Regions from separate parts of the Zea mays genome. Here all the other regions are linked to region 3. A link is a contact called in public Hi-C data. All regions are on one chromosome and are shown on one strand. The core of a region is the stretch at or near the end of the contact, and the rest is flanking DNA. Distances in the headings are between cores, read along the strand shown. Region 1 holds the start of LOC103633431 (putative RNA helicase family protein). Region 2 holds the start of LOC100273934. Region 3 holds the start of LOC100381432.

The links. Hi-C and Micro-C count contacts between places; a contact is called where the count stands out from the background.
Region 1: a contact with region 3 is called in a Hi-C map of ear, with 2.8 times the contacts expected there. The contact joins the promoter of LOC103633431 here to the promoter of LOC100381432 in region 3. A contact is called at or near these places in 3 of 25 Hi-C or Micro-C datasets (ear, seedling and tassel).
Region 2: a contact with region 3 is called in a Hi-C map of bundle sheath, with 2.5 times the contacts expected there. The contact joins the promoter of LOC100273934 here to the promoter of LOC100381432 in region 3. A contact is called at or near these places in 7 of 25 Hi-C or Micro-C datasets (bundle sheath, ear, leaf and 2 more).

What each region holds. Positions count from the first base shown.
Region 1 is chr7:175,281,239-175,285,551 of Zm-B73-REFERENCE-NAM-5.0, forward strand. It overlaps LOC103633431 (putative RNA helicase family protein), which reads right to left and starts at 3,017. Exons shown (of 3, transcript XM_020541022.2): 1 at 1,915-3,017. The coding sequence starts at 2,823.
Region 2 is chr7:175,265,769-175,270,203 of Zm-B73-REFERENCE-NAM-5.0, forward strand. It overlaps LOC100273934, which reads left to right and starts at 1,497. Exons shown (of 6, transcript NM_001148326.2): 1 at 1,497-1,915; 2 at 2,182-2,268; 3 at 2,371-2,469; 4 at 2,561-2,762; 5 at 2,859-2,983; 6 at 3,080-3,744. The coding sequence starts at 1,631. The coding sequence ends at 3,319.
Region 3 is chr7:175,665,686-175,669,862 of Zm-B73-REFERENCE-NAM-5.0, forward strand. It overlaps LOC100381432, which reads right to left and starts at 2,210. Exons shown (of 5, transcript NM_001174273.1): 1 at 1,207-2,210. The coding sequence starts at 1,890. LOC103633435 reads right to left here. Exons shown (of 2, transcript NM_001149706.2): 2 at 3,211-3,451. The coding sequence ends at 3,364.

The DNA.
Region 1 (4,313 bases), core at 1,767-4,266, 380 kb before region 3:
TCAGTTGGTGGTCTTGGGTGATTAAACAGATTGAGAAAGAAAACAAACAAGGGCTCAACTCGTTGATTATATTGGTCACTTGGGAGATTTGGAAACACTGCAAGTCTGCAACAATCATGTTTTTAACACTACCCCCAAATGTAAATTTAGTGGTGTGGGCTGTATAAAAGAAAGGTGCCTTATGGAGTACCACTGGGGCCTGAGGACTGGCACAGTTGCTCTAGGGTTTTCCCAGCTTCGGCTTGTTTGGTCATTTTCCTTATATTTTTGTAATGTGTCCATGAACTAATAGCGTGTTTGGTTTGAGGAATGGGTCTGTCCATCATATATTATTACTCACTTTTTTGTTTGGTTTGTGGAATAGAATAGATTGATGCATCACCACCCCATTGCTCACAAGCTAATAAATAGTACTAGTATGGAGAATGAAGTCATTCCACCAAATTTGAAGAATGGCGCATTACCTCATCTAGGATGGAGTGATTCCTCAAACCAAACACCAAGTCTTTTAGTGGGCGTGAATGGTGGTCTATAGCTCTGCACTCTTGTTCTTTAATGAAACAACAGAGTGCATCATACGAGGCAAAAAAAACTTTTCTCGAAGCTGCCCCCTCAGAAATCAAAACAAAATTCCTTTGCGTTGGAATTACAAGTTCCTTACTGTACTAACCTCTTCGCAAATACTCCAGTAAAAGTTTCAGTATTATAGTATTGAACCAAGAACCATACTACCTCTATCCACAAAAGAATGCAATTGTAGGTGCATTCTTGGTTAGTGTGTCTAAAGTTTGACCAAATTTATAGGTAAAAACATTAATGTTTATAACACCAAGTACAGTATGAAAATATATATCTGATGAAAAATCTAATGATACTCATTTGATATTATAAATATTGATATTTTTTATGTATAGCTAGCCAAACTCAAGATACTTTAACAAGATATTGTGCTAGAATTGCATTTTTTTTGCGGGTGGAGGTAGTGCATGCTATTTACCAGACATTATGAACCATACATAACGAAACATCCAACTATCGAGTCTCATCTAGCCATGTGGAAGGTTCTAAGTGTTGCTGTATTTACAAAAAATGAAAAAGGGAGAGGGAGGAGCTATCTGCATATGCAGAGAGGGTATGAATTATGAGGAAACAGAAAACGTTATCGATGTCGATTCTTGCCATCATTTTTACTATTCCATAGTTGGGAAAACAAAATTGTAAGCCAACTCTTGTTAAAAATCATAAGCACGCATGGCCGTGCAAGCTGTGCTGGTGTTTAAAACTTTAGATATGCTGCAACTGCATTGTGACATGGAGATGCATTTACCAAAAAACAACTTTGCTTTGTTCTATCTATAGGGGCTAAATCATCTTTTACCTCGCTACTTCACAGCTGTGCCCAACAGAAGTGGCATGGAGAGGAACACGACTGCCAACTTCTCTTGGGTTATACTGGTTAAACAGTTGGAAGTCTGGGGGTCAATGGAACCCCTTCACATGCCCGTTCGAAGGCTGGCACAAACTTACAAACAAAATCAGGATGTCGATTTTTTAGGAAACAAGTGCGACAGTGACCTGTTTTTTCTAAGAGAAAAGGGAGGAGTTTAATTTCTCTCATATATTATAATCTAAGAAGGCACTCGCAACCAAAATATAGGCACAAGAATTCTCTACAGTTGTAAGCATACTGAGCAAAAAAATCAAATAATTCACATGTCATTGCAATTCCCTTTAAGGGCTTGTTCGTTTTGGTGATAATCCACATGTATTGGGTAGGATTGAGCCGGTTTAAATCCATAACAAGTCAAAATCCATCACAATCCCACCCAATACACTCCAATACACATGTAATATCAATAACCGAACAAGCCCTAAATTAAAAGCACATAGTGAATTCAAATGATATATCGTTACCTGGTTGGCGAAAATATGGTTAAGAATCCTCCTGCGGTATGCATAGATTGGCAGGCCCTCCTTAAGCCTCCGGCACTCACGCAGCAGCATCATATGCACCTTAACAAAGTCCACCTCCCCATCATCTACAGCCGCAAACAAGTCGACACCCTCCTCCTTGTCCCCCGATCCACGCAACATTGCCCGCTGTATCGACCACATCGCCTCCTTGTACTCCGCAATTTTGGAGTCGACAAATTCCTTCTCAGACTCCAGTGTCTTCTTCTCGAGGTCTAGCTGATGGAAGTCGCGGAATCGATTAGGCGAGCCCAGACGTTGTTTTACATCCCGTACGGACGCCTCAAGCTCGGCAGAGCGGGCGGCCGAGAGGACCATGATGTCAGAGTCAAGAAGGCGGGAGGCGTGGGAGGCGAAGAGCGAGGCGATGAGCGGCGAGGCGTGGGCGGCGAGGGCGGGGTGCGGGAGGTCCAGGGTGAGGAGGTGGAGCCCCTCGAGGCGGAGCGCCCAGAGCTCGCGCGCGGCGGCCGCGGCGGCCGGGATGGAGGTGAAGACGAGGCGCGCGGCATGGCGGCCGGAGGATTGGACGGATATGCTGGCCGGGGCCGGCGACGGGAGGCCCGCGAGGAGGGCCTCCACCTCAATGGCGGTCGGCGCGGATAAATCGGGGCCCGGGCGGACGAGGAATACCTCGAACTGCGACGGGCGAAGGGGCGGCTGCACGTGGCAACCGCGCTGATGCTGGCCGCGGGGCTGATACCGGTGTTCATTGCTGTAGCGTCGGTCGATGTGGGGGTGGGAGAGAGGCTGGTACCGGTGTTCGTTGTGGTTGTGCTGGTCGCGGTGGGGGTGGGGAGGCCGTGGAGCCCGATCCGGCGGGCGGAAGGGTCGGCGGTCCTGAGATCGGAGCATTGCTGCGGCGGTGGCTGCGAGGGCGGCGGTGGTGGCTGCGAGGGCGGCGTCGGCGGCGTAGGTTCCAAGGGTTTGGGAGAGGTTTTTGGGAGGGGAAAGGGGAAAGGCCGCCGGGAACACACGAGGGGAACAGGAAAAGGTGAAAGATGACAAGAGTCCGATCTTAAACTCAACGCGGCACCCTGATCATGCACGTTTTAGTTCGTGTATTTCTTTATCGTATATGTATGTCGTGATCATCTTTGTTTTAAAAAGACCACGGTACCTGCTACAAGTTTTTTTTATTAAAAAAAGGTTTGGAAACATAGTGATTTCACAAGATTTGCATCGGAACCGAATTGTAGCTGAAGATCTCAGCAACCGACAAGATCACATGTTCTAAAAAACTTATACGCGCTGAAACGTTGCCTTTATTTAAGAAAAAATATACCCTTGGTACTCTCGCTATAAGATTCTTGCTAATCAAACACCTTTTAATTATATTTTTTTAGATTTGGGTAGATTTGTAGAAAAATAGTAGTAATATTTATATCTCAATAAACTTTGTTATTAAAATATATTCGATGATTTATCTAATAATATTAAATACTCTCTCTATCCTAAATTAAAATTTATTTTAAATAATTAATAGATTTGTACAATATTTATGTATATTTTATATATTTGTTTAGATTTATCACCATTTATTTGAATATAGACATAAAAACAAGAGCTAAAACGAATAATATTTTAGGAATTTTAGGATAGATGGAGTATACACTATAATTGTTAATATTATCTTATAATTATAATCAAAGTTACAAATTTATATTTTTTATAAAGTAGATCGAGATTTAGAAAGTTTGACAAATTTGAACATAGAATTATAAATTTTTTATACGAAGAGAGTATAATCTAGTACTAGTGATAAGATAAGATAAGATAAGATAATGTAGCGTATCTTAATTATTTTCATTTAACCATGATGACGGGTTGAAGACAGCATATCATGGTCTTGAAGACACCATTTATTATATTTCCTTTTAAAATGTGAATTCGGCCTGTGAATCAGAATTTCCATATTCTGCCCTTTGCTAGTTATTATTCAGTTAATCTATATTTTTGTGAATAGTGTAATTCAATTCTAGTGCTAAAACTAATCAACGTTGTATTAAAAACAAAGTTCATTTAATGGTTAGATCAGTTATGCACATAAGATTAATTACACATGTTAAAGTCAAGATTGTGGATTCTTCGCGTCAATTTGGCAAATACTCTGACTCCTATGGTTTCTCTTAGAGAACAGATTCTATGATGAAACTAAAGTCATTTTGAAAAAATTAGCTAAAATAGCTTTAAATCAGTTTTGTAATATTGTTTTTGTCAAGTGTGGTCAGCTAAGGGAAGGCATGTTTTCATGGTTTCGACGCAATAAAAAAAAAGGTTCTAGCTCTTTGCAATGAGTAGTACCATCCATGGTTGTTTGGCACGGTTCTGCGGTAAGAGTCAAG
Region 2 (4,435 bases), core at 247-2,746, 400 kb before region 3:
TCTCTCACATTGGAGTCTGGGAGCACCACCAGGCAGAGGCAGCCATGTTCTTATGTTGTTTTGTGCTGTCTGCTCAAGCTTTCGTTCATCTCACCTGAGGCCTCCCTTCGTTGAAGAGAGAGCTTGGATGAGAGCTCTGTTTTTCCTTCTTTTTTTATTATTTACTATTCAAAAAGTCGAGACCAGAAAAAAGAAGACAGAGATATTAAATAACACAGTTAACACATGATAGCCCATTTTAACAGTAATAACATATTTTGCATAAATTTTACTCTAGCCTAGAGGCTAATGAGTAATGACCTCATTACATTTACAAAAGAGGGAGCGTGTTCTGAATACAAAAGCAAATGATAAACTGAGATTCTTTTGCTTGTATCAAGGTTCTCTGTTTCTATTTTCATGTAGAAAAAATTGCATATCCCAATTGCAGTTTACATTCTCAATAGTATACATATGAACACAAAAGAGCATATGGTTGAACTTCTAGTGCTCCTACAATATTTTTGTCTCTATAGATTTCAGTTGTATCAGTATAAACAACTGGCTTTAATCCGAAGCGAACATCATCATTTTGCTTATATCAAGATTCTGCATTTTTGCTCCTATTTTCATGTACACAAACTTGCACCACATATTAGCAGACTTTATCATGTCTCCAAAATGTAGCGTGTGAAAAATAAATAATTTAAAGGTAATGATTTCTCACATTCATGTAACATGTACAATCCCTCCCATGTATACCTTGAATAATACCTCTTTTATCTTCTGTTGAACAACAACCAATCCATCGAAGATCACTTGTATTAGTGCAACACTTTCAAACATCGAAACCCATCCGACCACCATTTGCCACCATCAACTTCCAAGATTCATCAAACCCGCTAAAATCATAGCAATTTGAGGAATCTAGAAGGGAGCTGTATCAGCTATGCCAATGTGATGTCATTGCTCGGACGCCGCTTGGACGGGGAAGGAGGACTGGGCCAAGATTGTTTATGACAGCCAAGACTAGGGTATTTGACTATTTGGTTTTTTTACTAAAAATTAGTATTATCACATCCAACGTTTAAATACTAATTTACGGGTATTATATAGTCTAATTAATCTATGATTAGCAAATATTTATTGTAGCATCACATGAACAAAAACCGATAAAACTTGCTGTTTTTGGTCCGGTCCGAGATAAAAAAACCGGTCCGATTTTTTTTGGTGTATTTTAGTTTAGAATTGGAAAATATAAAAGTTAACTTTGGTCAACAAAATGGTTCTCCGAACTTCTAAAACGAAAATATAATCCTTAGGCTACAAAATCTGCCACGAAATCTCCTAATTATTTTTGTTTGACTCATTTACCCTTAAAATCTCACGTCGCTATCAGATTGTCTCCAGCATCTACCGTACCAATTCTCTATTTTACCCGTGGACACCCAAACACGCAGAGGGGACTGGGGAGATCCCTCCTCACTCTCACTTTACCCTTCTGCCATTTTCCAACACACGCTATATTATAAAACATACCCAAAGAGATCGTCGCCTCGATTTCTCTTCGAGTGCCAAGCAGTACTGCTAGTTCTACTTCTGTACTTCAGCAGTAGGAGGCCGCTGTTTGCTACGATTTTGACTGACTGAGATGGGAATCCTCTGCCTCGGTGCTTCCTCCACACTGCTCTGCGGGGAGGACAGGAACAACGTACTCGGCCTCGGCTGCGGCAACGAGCTGGTGGAGGTGGGGAGCGGCCATGACGGCTTGGACTCCGTCGTCGGCGCCGTGTTCCCCGTGGACACAGATGAGGCCGTGCGGGCGTTGTTGGAGAAGGAGACGGACCACAAGCCTCAAGACGGCTATGCGGAGAGGCTGGAGCGCGGCGGATTGGAGTACTCCTGGAGGAGAGACGCCATGGATTGGATTTGCAAGGTGAAACCGAAAACAAAAAAACCTTCTCTAGTATCTAATCGCTCCTGCATTTTATTCCTCCTTTCTAGTAGGCAAAATCGATTTATTTTAGGAAGGTGGTTGCATTATCTCTCTTTGACTTTGCGTGACCCAGCTTTGTCTGCGTGTCCTACGTCGTGTGGCCTGTTTCCGATTCGATCGTCACGAGACGCGATAGCAATGAGCCTCCTTTTTATGTGCAAATTTCTGTTTCAAGTTGAAAACTGACGAGGTGCTGATCTCTGCAGGTCCATTCGTACTACAGGTTTGGACCACTCAGTCTTTACCTTGCTGTGAATTACCTGGATAGATTCCTCTCCTCATATGATCTCCCAGTAAGGAGCTGAGCATGTACACTGGTTGTCTGCTTGCTGCGTCCAGTTAATCTCTTACTAATGGATGCTCTCTCTGTATTTTGTCTGTCCTTGCTGCTGTAGCACGATAAGCCTTGGATGCGACAGTTGTTGTCAGTTGCTTGCCTAGCACTCGCTGTCAAGATGGAGGAGACCGTGCTCCCTCTTCCTGTGGACCTTCAGGTGGGTGAAGGGGAAATTAGAGCATTGTGGTATCAGATAACTGTTCACTGATTGGTTGATGAAATCGTTAAAACTTGATGCTGCACGGTAGGTCTGCGATGTGAAATTTGAGTTCGAAGCAAGGACTATTGGGAGGATGGAGCTTCTTGTGCTGGCCACCCTGAAATGGAGAATGCAGGCTGTGACCCCCTTCACTTTCATCAGCTACTTCCTCGACAAGTTCAATGGTGGGAAGCCGCCGAGTTTGGCACTAGCGTCACGGTGCACCGATATCATAATTGGCACACTCAAAGGTTCAATTGGCTCTTTCCGTGCCGCTCATCGTCTGTTCAATTCGCTTGCTTGCATTGCTGATGGCGCTATGTTTGGGTGTGCCTATGGATTTACAGGCTCTACATTCTTGTCATTCAGACCATCTGAGATTGCCGCGGCCTCAGCTCTAGCAGCAGTTTCTGAGAATCAGGTTGTTGGCTCCTCGAGTGCTCTTTCAGCATCTGAAGTCCCTATAAATAAGGTGAATGTCTTTTATCATGCGCAAAAAACTGATCAACTCAACTGTTGCCATTTACACAATTTCTCAAAGTGCGAAGCTTGCGTCTTCCGTTTCCAGGTGATGATTGCTAGATGCTATGAGCTGTTGCAAGAGCAAGCGCTGGTGAGGAAGACAGGGCACGTCAATGGAAGCCCTTCAGTGCCGCAGAGCCCGATTGGCGTGCTGGATGCAACATGCTTCAGCTTTAGGAGTGAAGATGCAAGACTAGTATCATCGCAATCAAACAACATCAGTAGTAGTAGTAGTAACGACAATCAAGTTTCTAAGAGGAGAAGGCTAAGCATATCACCAATCTGAGTGGATCAAATCTCTGTTGGCAGTGTCGCATTGTGCGCTTGGTTATGCATTGATCATCTTAACCTCAGAGTTTGTCAGAGCAACAAGTAGTGGTACAAAAGGACCCAGTGAAGCATTGTAACAAGCAGAGGATGGTGACAGTAATAAGTTAGAAGCAGTCTGTTGATCTCTGAGACGAAAGAGGTGACGAGGAACGTTTCTTCCTCTAGTAACTTTGAATCCCCTTCCTCCCCGGCACCTTTGTTTTGTTCCTTTTTCCTTTTTATCGGTATCTCAAGGCATTTGTGGGGAGATATGTGGATATGAGATTGGAGACGTGAGGATTAGAGAGAGAGAGGGAGGGAGGGAGGGGAGGGAGATCAACAACAACAAAAATCAGGTTTGTTCCTTTGTTCTCTGCCAATATACAAAAAAACTGTCGTGCGAAATCCTCCGGATGTTTCAGTTTATTTTGCTTCTGTAGTCTGAAAAATAGCCGTGCTGATTCATCGATTGCATTCTCTTATGACTGGTTGACTGCTTGTTTGTATTACTTGTCCATGCCTGACATTTTTGTGAAGAGAACCAGCCATAGGTACAAGTTATGGCATGGCTTTGCAAATATAAAGAAAAGGAGCAGGCAAATGCCTCCCCTTCCCACACGAAACGAAGTCTAATAGTTAGGGGTGGATATCGAGCCAGCTCGGCTCGGCTCGACTCGTTAAGAAACCGAGCTAGAGAACCAGCTTGGCTCGACTCGTTTGCAAACTCGAGCTAGCTCGTTTAGCTCACGAGCCACAAAAAAAAAATAGTATGCACATATATATATATATACAACAATATAATCAATTGCTAGTTAATTTCATACTACTTTAATACTAGAAAAAGCTAACAATACTCATAATTTTATATGTCACATCATTTAAACCCTAAACTAACATTCATCACTTATTAATTCATCCAATACAAGTATAGGCTTTGTTTTACAGATAAATGCTAGCTCATTCGAGCTAACGAGCTGGCTCGAGCTCGTGTCGTGCTGGCTCGTTAACGAACCGAGCTGAGATGTTAGCTCAGCTCGTGATAAAATTGAAACGAGCCGAGTCGAGCCGAGCCGAGCTGATCATAAGTCGAGCG
Region 3 (4,177 bases), core at 960-3,459:
AAAATGTTCGAAATCCCTAACGAATCATCAGATAAAAGCAATTTAAACTTTATTTGGAGAAGGATTTGTGAACAAGGCTCGCTCTGCTTCAAGGAAATCGGCACTTCAACTTCAAGTAAATTTCTGGCATGATACTTAGGAAAATCTCAAAGAACATAACAACTATATAAGTATAAATCCAGTGGTTATTTCAGTTTACATGGGAACGCCATGTGATTGGGTGTCACCACTCACAGGCCACCACCGGCCTTGCACGTGCAAATGGCTGCTGGTAATTCTGTCCATACTCTGCCTTCCACAGAAGGGAATAACATGCAAATAAGAGAACAAGGACAAAGGCCAAAAGGTGATATGCTCCCATGGTATTGACACGTGTAAGCTTTGTGAGGCTTTGTCGGCTCTACCAAATATACGTGTTAACCTTAACCATATTAAGTGAAATACTGGTCAGAACTCTATAGTGTCCAGCGTCCACAAAAATTCTAATCCAGGAAATTGAGAAGATGATCACAAATAAAATATCTAGTGAATTATCAATTACTCTGCTACGAGTCTGCTGACTACTGGTACGGCCTTGTTCGGTTTGGCCTACAACCGACTGGGACACGCCCCGATCCATCTGAAATGATTTGGTCCGGATTGAAATTAGGACCGACTCTTTAAATGACTATTCGGATAGGCCTGATCCGAAATAAAACCAAGACATTCCACACTTTTCACTCCCTCCTGAGCCCGGATTGGAGCTACATCAGCGAACAACTGGAATCGAACCAAACCGGCTGGGAACAGGATCTAGTGAACATGGATGGATTCCATATCTAGGAACCATTCCAGCTGAAAATCGTTCCAAGTATAGCGAGCGAGGTCCCTTCCCTATCATATGGTGCAGCACTACTTGGCCCCACTTTTCACGTGCATGGTGCACCAGAGAGAAGTGAAATACTACAATCCAACGCAGTTACGTGTATTAGAGCAGATTAGTGTGAAATCTAGTTTAGATTCTACGAAAATTCACCCAAGCACATAGATGAGGGGGGTTGAGGAGAACACGTGGGAGCCCTAACGTGATTTTATAATCCCACCAGATGTCCTATAACCGTGTAATGTAAGTATGTAACGGATTGAATGTAAATTTCAAATAAAATTTGACAGAATCCAAACACTGAAGACTGAAACCGAGTAGTGGCAGTAGTAACCAAAACCAACCTTGATGTAGTCCCATAGGAAGCAGGAGGGCATGATGAGGGGCGGGCGCGCGAAGGTGAGGCGGACTAGGCGGCGCACCTCCTCCGGGCGGTGCGGCACGAGCAGCGCGGCGGCCTCCCCGATCCCGGCCACGGGGAAGAGGCCCTCCGCCAGGTCTCTCTCCTCGAGGCAGACCCCGGCGCAGACCAGGGCGACCCGGTGGACCGCCTCAGGGAACATGGCGGCCATCCGGTAGGCGACGAAGCCGCCGTAGCTGACGCCGACGAGGCCGAACCTGGGGACCCCGATGGCGTCCATGGCGGCCTTGATGGCGGAGGCCTGGAAGGCGTCGGAGCGGTCGGGGAGGCGCGTGCAGGAGGCGCCGAAGAAGAGGAGGTCGGGCACGATGGGGTCGAAGCCGGCGGCGATCAGCGGGCGGAGGTAGGGCGCCCACTGCCACGTGGCGGAGGCGCCGAAGCCGTGCAGGAGGAGCAGCGGGTTCCGCGGCGGCGGGCCCGCGGGCACCCACATGTGGACGGTGGTGGCCGGGTCGGCGTCGGGGCCCGGGCCAGGGAGCGGCACGGCGAGCGGGCGCAGCCCCGCCCTGCGGAAGCGGTGGCTGAAGCAGCGGTCCCGCGCCGCCGCGAAGCTGAGCGCGCTGCACCGCCCCCTGCTGCAGGCGGCCGGCGGCGGAGGTGGAGGCATTGATGCTGCGGCGGCGATCGCGCGGGGAGGGGGGAAGGGCCCGAGGGCGGCCCGGGCGCGGGAGGCTGGAGCGCGGGGGTGGCCTGGTTAATCCTGGGGTTCTGCTAATCTTGGCGGTTGCGTGGTTATTGGCCGGAGTCGGGGCCTGGGGTGGTTTCAGTCCAGATGATGCTCCTCATCATTCACCATCACCGCGTAATAAAAACGAAACGCTAGGACTCTAGGAGGAAGTGTCACTCTGTTCTGTCACGGCGTGGTGAAGTGGCGGTAGCGGTAATAATACTTTACTTGCACCAGCCAGCCTTCCTTGTGCCCGAGCGGCCGAGCCTGCCCGACGCAGTGGAACATCACTGCAAGCCTTCAAATATTTGCAAGTTGGGCGGGCCCATGCACGGAGAGGGAGAGACAGAGAGAAACTGGCTGGGACCAGCACCAGCCCCGTTCCTGGTTCCTGCAGACTGGACAAGCAAGCGCCTTGTCGACGGAGGAAACGCATCGAAACCGATCTGAGTGCGAGCCAAGGAAGAGACCCATACCTGGTGGCTCCCACCCAGGCCCCAGCGCTCAACACACCAGGTCACGACTCACGAGTCACGAAAACGACGCGAGCCGGCCCGACTCTCTTGGTCTGGCACCTGCCGCGCACAGGCCGCCCTGCCGGACCAGCGTTCCGAGAACGCCGTCCACCGCAACGGGAAAAGGAAGTCGAAAGCGACAAATAATCCGACCTTGCAATCGCCGGATCTTTCATAACTTCCCGTTGGAGGGCTCCTCAAATACCACATCGGCCCAGCAGGGCTGGTGTGACTTCGAGGGTGAGCCAAGTATCATCCGCGACCATCTGGGTTGGGTTGTCTTCAGGGCGCTGGTACGACAAGGGTCTTGGTGCATGCATGATGGACAGACAGATGGAGGCTGAGGCATGCACAGATGGATTGGAAAGTCGCGGGGCATTTTGGGGAAGAAGAAATACCTGCAGCGTCCCATCGCCGGCCCCACCATGAAGGAGACTTGAGGATCTCTGTCAAACGACGCCTAGCTTCAAGCCTAGTAATAAACCACCCAACACCACTCACACCAAATGACCAAAACAACTTCACTCGGGCTGCTGAACCGATCTCCTGGAGACCCAAGCAAGCAGAACATACAGGGTACGAGCAAACTGTAAGATTCATAGTCCTTCAGAAGCAATAGTCCTTCAGAAGCAATGACGGCGATCAAAGAGCAGCAGCAGCGCGAATGGAAGATCGCTAGTTACGCTACATATATCAATTTGTGTCGAGGGTCGCTCCCCATTAGAACAGCTGGCTAATCTCATGATCACAGTGAAGAACTGATGATATATGACAAGGCGCTGTCACAGTATTTTGCTTCTTCCAATCCAACAACAAAAAAAAGAGGAACTTGGCTACAACCTAATCAATGATATTTCAACCTTCGGGTTCGTCGGTCATGCTGTGAAGACCCACTCCGCTAGCTAGATACGTACGTCCACCACTTGTGAAGACCGAACCCGTAGATGGTCGTCAGCATGGCCACCCTGAGAGGATAGGGCTTGAATCTGTAGGAGCCAAAACAACAGGGCATGGAGGTCAATATTTCGGAAACCAAATGGTGCGACCATCTTTAAATCAACAGGGACGCAGACATATTTGCTGTCCACACACTAGTTTTCAACAACTTAAAAGTAGTGAACAAAAACGGCTAAATTTCACGTCAGGCTGAAACACAATCCGAACACCTCGCACTAAAAAGCTTCATCAGATGTTCAAAGATACAAGCAAGTAGAACAGCTGTTATGGAAATTCTCTTCAAGGGCTGAGGATCAATTTGCATCTCTCAAGGCTGATTACGGTTACATCTTATGCTAAAACCTGTTGTGCTTGGAATTTTATTGCCTCAATCAATCAGCACCACCAAAGTAACAGTCACCTTTCATTTCTAACTATGGAGTTCTTTGATGCCCACAGATGGCCTTTCATTTCATATTTCGTGTTAAATTCGGAGTGTGAGCTGGGGGTGTCTTGTAATAAAAACTTTTGTTCCGAACCTTTTTTTAGTAAAACTGAAACACAAGATAGTTCGGTCGCCTCTGGACAAATCAAGGTGTCGTTTGGTTCACATATTTGTAACGTAATGGGTAACTGATTACGTTAAATCATGTTTGTTTTAGTCCAACCGTAATCAGATATCACACTAAAATTTGATACCAGCCTATTTAAATTTATTACCGGTAGTAATCGAACATAAACCGTTACCATTACCATTTGCGTTACATTTCTTGAAC